2 separate regions of the Macaca fascicularis genome follow, and region 2 is linked to region 1. The links are chromatin contacts, called in public Hi-C maps. All regions are on one chromosome and are shown on one strand. The core of a region is the stretch at or near the end of the contact, and the rest is flanking DNA. Distances in the headings are between cores, read along the strand shown.

Region 1 (5,617 bases), core at 909-3,408:
ATTCTTTCTCCACGACCACCAGCTTTTCTTCTGCTGCTTTGAAATGGAGGGCACGGTCAGCTTTCAATGACTTACCAGAAATGAGCAACATCATTGCACTCTGAATCATTTGCTGTCATTTGTGAGGCAAAACCTGGTTTGAGAAATAAAACCTAAGAATAGGGACTGGGTGTGAGGTCTAGAGAACGCAGAGACACCCCGATGTCAAGGCCAGGTTGGCCAACCATGTTCTGCAGAGCAAGTAGCTACGTCTTGCAGCTAGATGGCTGTGTTGTTTTTGCTTACGGGCGTCCAATCTTTTGGGCTACACTGGAAGAAGAATGGTCTCGGGCCACAAATAAAATACACTAACACTAACAATAGCTGATGAGCATCAAAAAAAAAAAAAAAAAAAAAATGTCGGGCACAGTGGCTCACGCCTATAATCGCAGCACTTTGGGCAGCTGAGGCAGGAGGATCACCTGAGGTCAGGAGTTCAAGACCAGCCTGGCCAACATGGTGAAACCCTGTCTCTACTAAAAAAAAAAATGCAAAATTTAGCAAAGCTTGGTGGCAGGCACCTGTAATCTCAGACACTAGCAAGGCTGAGACAGGGAGAATTGCTTGAACCTGGGAGGCAGAGGAGGCAGTGAGCTCAAATCACGCCACTACACTCCAGCCTGGGTGACAGAGCAAGGCTCTCTCTCTTTCTCTCTCTCTCTCTCTCTCTCTCTCTCTCACACACACACACACACACAACCAAAAAACAAAAACCACCACAGTACACGTACAAAAGGGCCGTGCATAAATCTCATGTTCTAAGTAAGTTTACGAATATGTCCTGGGCCACATTCAAAGCTGTGCTGGCCCACATGCGACCCATGGGCCATGGCATGGACAAGCTTGTCTGAACAGGTGCAAATTCAGAGGATTTTTCACGCCTTATTAATCAAGGCGGGATGCGGAGAATGGCTCTGTACTCAGCACACAGCACAGTAAGGCTGTGTTTCCTCCTCTACCATATTAGAATTCAAACATATCCTCAATAGGTAAGAACGCATGCCAAGAGGTGCAATGCTTATCTGGCTGGAGATGGGACCGAGGCATTTCTCAAAGGATGTCGAGTGGGGGTGATATGTGTGTGACATTGATGTTGCATGCCTGTTGACTCATGGATAAGATGCCTTATATAACACGCGGTAGGCCTCTCTGCATGTATTTTCAAAATATAAAAACACAGACAGCTTTTTATGGACCAACCGGACTAGAAGTATTCTAAAGTGTTCCCTGGAAACGCCAGAGCTGTAAAATAACTGAGATATAAACTAGAATATTCTATCACTTGTCAGTAGCATTGTTTGTTTCCTTTCGACTTTTTATTTTTATCCCAAGGGTCAGTTGCTTAAAATAAGCATTGATGTTGCCTAGGCACAATTTACATTTTCAATGTGAAATCTCATCTATGGTTCTTGGCTGGGGAAAAAAATCTTATTTATGTTTATGTATTACTGCTAATCTTGTCTTTAAAAATAGTCAACACTCAGAAATTACTCACGTTCTGTCTCAATAGAATCCTGATTCTTTTCATTTGTTCTCTGTTGGCTGAATCAATACAAGAACACTAGCAAAGTCTGTCACTTCATTTGGGATGATGTTGTTCTTGCTAGAAAGATCTGGCTTCTCTAGGGTTTATGACAACAGCACAGATTAGAAGGGACCCTGGGGCTGGGCACAGTGGCTCACGCCTGTGATCCCAGCACCTTGGGCAGCCAAGGCGGGAGGATCACTTGAGGTCAGGAGTTTGAGACCAATCTGGCCAACACGGTAAAACCCCGTCTCTACTAAAAATACAAAAAATTAGCCAGGCTTGGGGCCAGTGCCTGTAGTTCCAGCTACTCGGGAGGCTGAGGCAAGAGAATCACTTGAACCCGGAGCCAGACGTTGCAGTGAGTATAGTGAGATTGTTCCACTGCACTCCAGCCTGGAGGACAGAGTGAGACCATCTAAAAAAAAAAAAAAAAAAAAGGAACAGACCTTGAGCCTGAAAAGAACTCAAAGCATAGCAATGACCAGACCTTGGGTAGGTAATAATTAATCACCACAGAACTTTGAACAGCCTCCACTCCAAAGCTCTTCCCACTTGGGGAATTCTGTGTCCCTGCTTCCGGAAAAGGAGGGTGCGGTCTCACCGGGCCATAAACACGCGAGTGGGCAGGGCAGTCTTGGAGACTGTGAATATACCTGCTGGGGGTGGAGGGGATCCAAAGAATGCTCAGGCTCTTTCATTTTTCTTTCTTTCTTGGTTAAAAATGACATGTTATAAGCACTCGAGCTCTACTCTTCATTTTTATAGAGTGGCTAAGTCACTGACCAGATGCGTTTCCGAGGCAAAAGCCATATAGAATGTCAGCGTGCACCAAGAACACGCTTGGGCTCTTGGCCAGCAGAACATAGCCTGTGTGTCCACAGGGAGAACGAAGAGGCCAAGTTATGTTTGGAGGGCTGCCTCCTCTTTCTGATGTAGTCTTTTCACATCCACAGAAGCCACTACCCAAAAAGTCGAAGCCTGTCCTCTCCTTCTCTAGGCAGCCCCTGCTGGCCAAGCGAGGAGCTCTTGGGCACCCACCAACCCGATACTCGACAGAAGGTCCAGGAGAGCAAGGGTCTGGAAGGGGCTGACCGGGGATGGCGTTGTCTTCTTGCCGGATCATTTCTCTCCTCTGGCGTTCAGCCAAGGAAATGCGGTTTGCAGAGCCAACCGGGTCCTTCTCTCTCCAAATCACATTGCTCATGATTGGGGAGAGAAAGGCCGAATCTTCCTCCATGGCCCTGGAGTCCTCTCCACCCACTCTCTCTACAAAATCAGATCATCTGGGTCATTTTTAAAGCGTCGTACACGGGCCAGCTGGAACTAGTTGCCTCTTCCTGGCCAAACGCTTGGGGTTTCTTCCAGCCTTAAGCCTGCGTGCTCCCTGCGCTAGCGAGAGCCGAGAGGCATGGCCAGGACTGGGAACGAGGGTGTTGCTAGCCAGACTTCCCAGCAACTTCCTGAGTTTGGAACAAGCCAGAAGCCTGATTTTTTGGTGAGGCCGGCTGGCCCCAAGAGGTAGGGCACTGGGAGCTGTAGCCCAGCAGCTCTCTGGAGCCCAGCAGGGTCTAGGTATCCAATGCTGGAACAGACTCCCTTGGCTGCCCAGGCCAAATCTAGGTACGAAGCCTTAAAAAAGGAAGATGATTATCAGGGAGAAACAGATTGGCTTTCTCCAGTCTCTTCCATCTCAGGGTGTCCTGAGCCCCACTGAGAAGGCCTGGTGGACCCTCACTTTATTCTAGAAACTAGGCTAGTTAAAGAAGGCATTGTCAAGCCAGAAGCTGCCTCGGACTCTTGGCAAGTGTGTTAACTCAGTATGAAGTAATATAAACAGAAAAGAACAATATTCTCTGTTTTCTCACTCCAGGCATTTTAGAGGCTGAGAATTGGAATTCATTTGGGATGGGCCACAGCTTTCAAAAATAAGTTCTGTGTATTTAAAAGATCTTTAGATTTGAAGTTCTGAAGAGTGGGGGCTGTCTGGTGTGAACGCTCTAAACCCGATTGTGCTTCGGCGGCTCAGAAAAATTCAGGAACAATAATAGCCCTTAGTGGAGGAGAAGGAACTGTGTGAAATACACCATTTATCTCCTTTCATGCACAAAGGCATATAAGCATATACAAAAACATATGCATATATACATTCTTCTCCTGGGAGCCCTGCAACGCTTCCCAGTCATTATTCATATTAATTAATGTGGGTTAGGTTTCTAAACTGCTCAGATTAAGAACTCGAGATGTTCTAGAAAGTAAATAATCCAGCTGTTGCCTACCACAGAGAGGCCTGAGCATGAATGCATAAGCTCTGGATTTGGCCTGCAAACGGGGAGGCTTCATGCGTCCGTGGCGTGGTTCCAAGCCCCATGACCAGCCTCACTTTTGCAATTCAGAAACCGGAATTAATTCTCCCATCCTCCCCGATGCACAGAAATGTATTCAGGATAAACTGAGTCATATTTCATAAGTTCTGGGTGCTAAAGGGGAAAGATAGTATTACAAAGACACTGGCACCACGACACCCACTTCTGGAATGAGCCTTGTTGAGCATTTACAAAACAAAATAGCAATGTACTTTCTATGCCATAGCAACCCTGGAAGAAAACTGCGAAGTGGAAACCCTGGAAAATTTGTACGAGGATTCTTAAAAATCTGAGATGGACAAAACGCATTCCGAGAGATAACCTTGCTAATAAATGTTGGTTCATAACAATGTAATCTACGTATGTGAATCTCAGAAAGTACCTTTCTCATGGGAATTTCTTTAAGAAAAGCAATCTTCTTTAGTTTACCGTTTTTAAACCTGTTCCCCCTTCAGGGATACTTTACCTCTAGACTTGCCAAAGAGCCATTTCCTAATACATCCTAGAGAATATATGATTTCATTTTTCCACAGATGCATTTCTATACACCTGGTATTTCGGTTATTTATTAACCATGCCTAGTTTTGTGATTTCTAGCTTTATATCTTTAAAGTCATTAAAACTTAATAGGAGAATTAATCATAAAAGAAATCTATCAAACACAGTTGCCACGCACTTTTTTCCCCCGACTGACAACTTTAAAATGTATTTGAATGTTATTTATTTCATCACACCCAGGGAATAAAAAAAACATAACTTGCAGCTTCCAAGTTCAGAGAAAGCATAAAAATGTGATTTACTATTTATTGTACACTTAGGCACATGCATATTATATATTGCATGTTAATCTTCAACTGGCTAAGTTTAGCAAATTTGACAACACTACTGTTTGCTAGTGAGGAAAAAGAATCGACATCTGTTCTCTTCCAGATATGATTCCTTCTTGGAAGGAATCAGAAATACTCGCAGTCCTATTTTCTGGGTAAACTGATAGAACGCAAGCTGTATAAACGGACAGTCAAACCACAATGCCCCCTGGTGGTGAAATCATGCATATACACATGTAAGTGTTTCTGCACCTCGAGAACATTTTTAAGAAGAAATCTTATTTTTAATGGTGTGGAAATCTTCTTTCAGTTTAAAAAATGCAAAGACAAAGATCGTGGCACATCAACTGTGCTTTTAGAGAGAAAATAAAGAATTGCTTTGCTGTCAGTAAAATTAAAGATGCTTTTAGTTTATCAAAATCACCATGATCAAATTTTTTTTTTTTTTTAACAATAAGGAATTATATTTAAATTCCACACTGAAGACCTGGAGTATGGTGGGGGGGGGGATATAGGAATTTCAGCATATGTATTATTTAAACTAAATTTACAAAAGTGGAACAGTTGAAAGGTACTTACAGGTAGACCTGAGGGTCTGTTAGCTTATTTTCAGTTCAGTGAAAAGGAAATGAGAGCAGATTCCAGATTTTACCAGCGGATGGAGGACTCCATCTTCCCATCATGCTCTCAGCATGCACCTCTGATAAGCAGCTTAAAGGGAATTTCCTGGGGTCAGACATAAATAGAGATTCTCAGGTTCTTTTAATCCAGACACACATTGCTTGCGAGTTAGGCCTCATAAATCTCAAAAACAGTCAGCAACACATGAAAGGCAATGTTGTTAGAAGGCTCAAATACAT
Region 2 (5,617 bases), core at 1,302-3,801, 1.1 Mb before region 1:
AGAAGAGGAGGGGCAAAAATGATCCCTGCATCTGCCAGCACTTTCTTCGGCCCCTTTCCTATAGAGTCGGGTTCTCCCACTTCAGTCAAACTAACTTTCTGTGCCTCTTTCCTCCTTCCACATTGGGTAACCAGCTGCTTTTCACTTCATCGACAAAACTGGACACGGATCAATTTCAACTGACCTTTGCCGAAAGGTGGCGCTGTTGAGGTAAAAACCAACTCGCTCCAACAATAGTTTCCACGCTTCGGTCTTTTTGCAGGCTTTTCAGAATTTTTTTTTTTTAATGCACCCTCCTAGAGTCTCCCCCCACCCCCCCGCCCATAAAGTAAAATAAATACGATTAACAACACCAAATGCATTTCATTAATTGAAGGAATCAACAGTCCCAACTTCTAAGCAGGCGGACTGGTCTTCCAAAGGCCGGGTCGGTTTCAGGAGCTTTCTCTCCAAATAAATCTCTGCTTCTTCGACTTGCCTATCGCTTTAAAATCTTAGAAACAGAGTTAGTTGTTGGTTTTCTTCTTTCTCTTTTCTTTTTCTTTCTTTTTTATTTCTTTTTTGCATACACTTTAACAGAATCGATCTAGAAAATTGAACTACTTATTAGCATTTGCAACTGGGGTGGGGGGAGCAGCCTCCCCCAGCCCACCTCCCCCCCCCCAACTCTGGGTTTCCGGGCTAGTTCCAGAAACCGCGGTTTAAAATTTAACCCTTCGAGGGGAGCTGGTGAGGGCTGGGATATTGTTTTTCCCCCTTGCTCCCCGCCACGATCAAGTCCGAAATAATTAAAGGAAACGTAAAAGTGCAAAGGGCGCGCCTGACCCTGATAAACAGAGGTCAGATTTCGTAAGGGGATGGGTGAGTGTGAGAGAGAGTGTGTGTGTGTGTGTGTGTGTGAGAGAGAGAGAGAGAGAGGGCGCAATCTGAGTCTCAAAGGCCAAACTCTGGCCAGTTAGGAGCCGGAGGGCTGAGCCCGGCTGACCTGACTTTGAGCTTCCCTGGAGTTATCTCGCATAGGCGCTCGGTCCGTCCAAGGGCACGCGACGCCAGCGGGCAGCCAGTCCCCGTGAAGAATGGCCTCTAACCAACTTATTTTACCTCCTTTTAAAGAGAGTGATAAAATGGGCTTTCTCTCTCCACGGACTCACAGCATTCCGGGCAGGCGCACGGCGGGGCAGCGTCCAGCCCGCAGCCCCGATCCGGACACCCCAGCTCATCCCTCGCTTCCCGGTCCCTTCCCCTCCCCGGCCGCCCGAGAGAGGGACAAAGAGTTGCGGCCAAGTTTGAGCGCCGGGCACGGCCAGGCTCAGGGAAGGAAGGTCCCCCGGCAGACACCTGGGTGCCAGAGGTGGTGCGAGGAGGAAAAGCTGGGAGGCGAATTCATAATTCTAGGAGTGGAGGGCAGGCAAGGGAGGGGAATCAGGCCAATCCCAGCCAAGCGAGCCCCTGGCGAGCTGGGGCTCCGATGGAAGGCCTGTCTCGCGCTCCAAAGAAAAGCAAACCGTCCTTCCAAGTCCGCCCGGGTTGCCGAAGCCCCTCTGGAAAAACTCCCTCCCCTCTTACACCAAACTTTGGGCCGGGCCTCGTTCCCTCCCGGGTAGGCAGCGGCGCAGGAAGGGTTAAGCCAGCCCGTCCCAGCTGACAGTCAGCTGATTGGGCCCTGATTGACAGCTCCGAAAAGTTTCCTTGTTTCTATACTATTATGCTAATCGCGGCCGCTCTCGCCGCCTCCCATTGGCCCGGAGTGCCAGTCAATTTCTCATTTGGACCTGACGTCACGAGTGCTATAAAACTCAGCAATTGCTTTAAACTCTTCTTGCTGGATCAGAGGCTTTAAAATCTTTTTTCATCTTCGAGCTGTAGCTCGGGCTGCTTGTCGGCTTGGCCTCCCCCTCCCCCCTTTGCTCCCTGCCTTGTCTTTCCCCAGGACTTCGCTATTTTGCTTTTTTTAAAAAAAAAAAGCAAGAAAGAACTAAACTCCCCCCTCCCTCTCCTCCAGTCGGGCTGCACCTCTGCCTTGCACTTTGCACAGAGGGAGAGAGCGCGCGAGGGAGAGAGAGCGAGAAAGAGAGAGAGAGGAAAGAAAAAAAATAATAAAGAGAGCCAAGCAGAAGAGGAGGCGAGAAGCATGAAGTGTTAACTCCCCGGTGCCAAGGCCCGCGCCGCCCGGACAGACGCCCGCCGCGCCTCCAGCCCCGAGCGGCCGCCGCGCGCGCCCTGCCTGCAGCCCGGGCCGGCGAGGCGAGCCCTTCCTTATGCAAAGCGCGCAGCGGAGCGGCGAGCGGGGGACGCCGCGCACCGGGCCGGGCTCCTCCAGCTTCGCCGCCGCCGCCGCCGCCACCGCAGCCCGCGGAGGACCTTCCCGAGCCTGAAGCCGCCGGCTCTGCGCGCAAGGAGGCGAGCGAGCAAGGAGGGGCCGGGGCGAGCGAGGGAGCACATTGGCGTGAGCAGGGGGGAGGGAGGGCGGGCGCGGGGGGCGCGGGCAGGGCGGGGGGGGTGTGTGTGAGCGCGCTCGGAGGTTTCGGGCCAGCCACCGCCGCGCGAGCTAGAAGCGCCCCAGCCCGGCAAGCTGGCTCACCCGCTGGCCACCCAGCACAGCCCGCTGGCCCCTCTCCTGCAGCCCATCTGGCGGAGCGGCGGCGGCGGCGGCAGGAGAATGGCATCAGAACTGGCAATGAGCAACTCCGACCTGCCCACCAGTCCCCTGGCCATGGAATATGTTAATGACTTCGATCTGATGAAGTTTGAAGTGAAAAAGGAACCGGTGGAGACCGACCGCATCATCAGCCAGTGCGGCCGTCTCATCGCCGGGGGCTCGCTGTCCTCCACCCCCATGAGCACGCCGTGCAGCTCGGTGCCCCCTTCCCCCAGCTTCTCGGCGCCCAGCCCGGGCTCGGGCAGCGAGCAGAAGGCGCACCTGGAAGACTACTACTGGATGACCGGCTACCCGCAGCAGCTGAACCCCGAGGCGCTGGGCTTCAGCCCCGAGGACGCGGTCGAGGCGCTCATCAGCAACAGCCACCAGCTCCAGGGCGGCTTCGATGGCTACGCGCGCGGGGCGCAGCAGCTGGCCGCGGCGGCCGGGGCCGGCGCCGGAGCCTCCCTGGGCGGCAGCGGCGAGGAGATGGGCCCCGCCGCCGCCGTGGTGTCCGCCGTGATCGCCGCAGCCGCCGCGCAGAGCGGCGCGGGCCCGCACTACCACCACCACCACCACCACGCCGCCGGCCACCACCACCACCCGACGGCCGGCGCGCCCGGCGCCGCGGGCGGCGCGTCCGCCTCGGCCGGTGGCGCGGGGGGCGCGGGCGGCGGTGGCCCGGCCAGCGCCGGGGGCGGCGGCGGCGGCGGCGGCGGCGGAGGCGGCGGGGGCGCGGCGGGGGCGGGGGGCGCCCTGCACCCGCACCACGCAGCCGGCGGCCTGCACTTCGACGACCGCTTCTCCGACGAGCAGCTGGTGACCATGTCGGTGCGCGAGCTGAACCGGCAGCTGCGCGGGGTCAGCAAGGAGGAGGTGATCCGGCTGAAGCAGAAGAGGCGGACCCTGAAAAACCGCGGCTATGCCCAGTCCTGCCGCTTCAAGAGGGTGCAGCAGAGACACGTCCTGGAGTCGGAGAAGAACCAGCTGCTGCAGCAAGTCGACCACCTCAAGCAGGAGATCTCCAGGCTGGTGCGCGAGAGGGACGCGTACAAGGAGAAATACGAGAAGTTGGTGAGCAGCGGCTTCCGAGAAAACGGCTCGAGCAGCGACAACCCGTCCTCTCCCGAGTTTTTCATGTGAGTCTGACACGCGATCCCAGCTAGCCACCCTGATAAGTGCTCCGCGGGGGTCCGACTCGGGTGTGGGCTTGCTAGTTCCAGAGCCATGCTCACCACCACCTCGCCCCCCACCCTCACCGAGTTTGGCCCCCTTGGCCCCCTACAGACACACAAACACGCATGCACACCACACACACACACACACACACACACCCCACACCCTGCTTGAGTTTGTGGTGGTGGTGGCTGTTTTAAACTGGGGAGGGAATGGGTGTCTGGCTCATGGATTGCCAATCTGAAATTCTCCATAACTTGCTAGCTTGTTTTTTTTTTTTACACCCCCCCCCCACCCCCGGACTTGCACAATGTTCAAAGATCTCAGCAGAGTTCTTCATGTGAAACGTTGCTCACCTTTGAAGCCTGCATCATTCACATATTTTTTTTTTCCTTCTTCCCCTTCAGTTCATGAACTGGTGTTCATTTTCTGTGTGTGTGTGTGTTTTATTTTGTTTGGTTTTTTTTTATTTTACTTTTGGAGCTTGCTGTGTTGCCCCCCTTTTTTCCAACCTCCACCCTCACTCCCTCTCAAACCATCTCTTCCGAGATGAAAGAAAAAAAAGCAAAGTTTTTTTTTCTTCTCCTGAGTTCTTCATATGAGATTGAGCTTGCAAAGGAAAAAAAAATGTGAAATGTTATAGACTTGCAGCGTGCCGAGTTCCATCGGGTTTTTTTTTAGCATTGTTATGCTAAAATAGAGAAAAAAAAATCCTCATGAACCTTCCACAATCAAGCCTGCATCAACCTTCTGGGTGTGACTTGTGAGTTTTGGCCTTGTGATGCCAAATCTGAGAGTTTAGTCTGCCATTAAAAAAACTCATTCTCATCTCATGCATTATTATGCTTGCTACTTTGTCTTAGCAACAATGAACTATAACTGTTTCAAAGACTTTATGGAAAAGAGACATTATATTAATAAAAAAAAAAAGCCTGCATGCTGGACATGTATGGTATAATTATTTTTTCCTTTTTTTTCTTTTTGGCTTGGAAATGGACGTTCGAAGACTTATAGCATGGCATTCATACTTTTGTTTTATTGCCTCATGACTTTTTTGAGTTCAGAACAAAAAAGTGCAACCGTAGAGCCTTCTTCCCATGAAATTTTGCATCTGCTCCAAAACTGCTTTGAGTTACTCAGAACTTCAACCTCCCAATGCACTGAAGGCATTCCTTGTGAAAGATACCAGAATGGGTTACAAATTTAACCTGGCAAACATTGAAGAACTCTTAATGTTTTCTTTTTAATAAGAATGACACCCCACTTTGGGGACTAAAATTGTGCTATTGCCGAAAAGCAGTCTAAAGTTTATTTTTAAAAAAGAGAAATCTGCCCCATTATTTTTGGTTGGTTTTATTTTTATTTTATATTTTTTGGCTTTTGGTCATTGTCAAATGTGGAATGCTATGGGTTTCTAGTATATAATTTAATTCTAGTTTTTATAATCTGTTAGCCCAGTTAAAATGTATGCTACAGATAAAGGAATGTTATAGATAAATTTGAAAGAGTTAGGTCTGTTTAGCTGTAGATTTTTTAAAAGATTGATGCACTAAATTGTTTACTGTTGTGATGTTAAGGGGGGTAGAGTTTGCAAGGGGACTGTTTAAAAAAAGTAGCTTATACAGCATGTGCTTGCAACTTAAATATAAGTTGGGTATGTGTAGTTTTTGCTATACCACTGACTGTATTGAAAACCAAAGTATTAAAAGGGGAAACGCCCCTGTTTATATCTGTAGGGGTATTTTACATTCAAAAATGTATGTTTTTTTTTTTCAAAATTAAAGTATTTGGGACTGAATTGCA

Evidence for each region. A called contact is a pair of places that touch in the nucleus more often than the background predicts.
Region 2: a contact with region 1 is called in a Hi-C map of liver, with 3 times the contacts expected there. The contact joins the promoter of MAF here to the enhancer-like site in region 1. A contact is called at or near these places in 2 of 2 Hi-C or Micro-C datasets (liver and skeletal muscle).

The regions. Positions count from the first base shown.
Region 1 is chr20:74,425,637-74,431,253 of T2T-MFA8v1.1, reverse strand. The region is part of intron 8 of WWOX (WW domain containing oxidoreductase); the gene reads right to left. Among named protein-coding and RNA genes, the nearest start is that of WWOX, 420 kb to the right of the region's middle. Within about 2 kb of position 2,158, at least 2 of the 6 cell types and tissues checked have an H3K27ac peak or open chromatin away from gene starts, as enhancers often do. A contact at or near this core is called in liver, where this site is marked.
Region 2 is chr20:75,513,589-75,519,205 of T2T-MFA8v1.1, reverse strand. It overlaps MAF (MAF bZIP transcription factor), which reads left to right and starts at 2,551. Exons shown (of 3, transcript XM_045381904.3): 1 at 2,551-3,777. The coding sequence starts at 2,660. It overlaps LOC135968882 (a long non-coding RNA gene), which reads right to left and starts at 1,609. Exons shown (of 2, transcript XR_010583897.2): 1 at 185-1,609.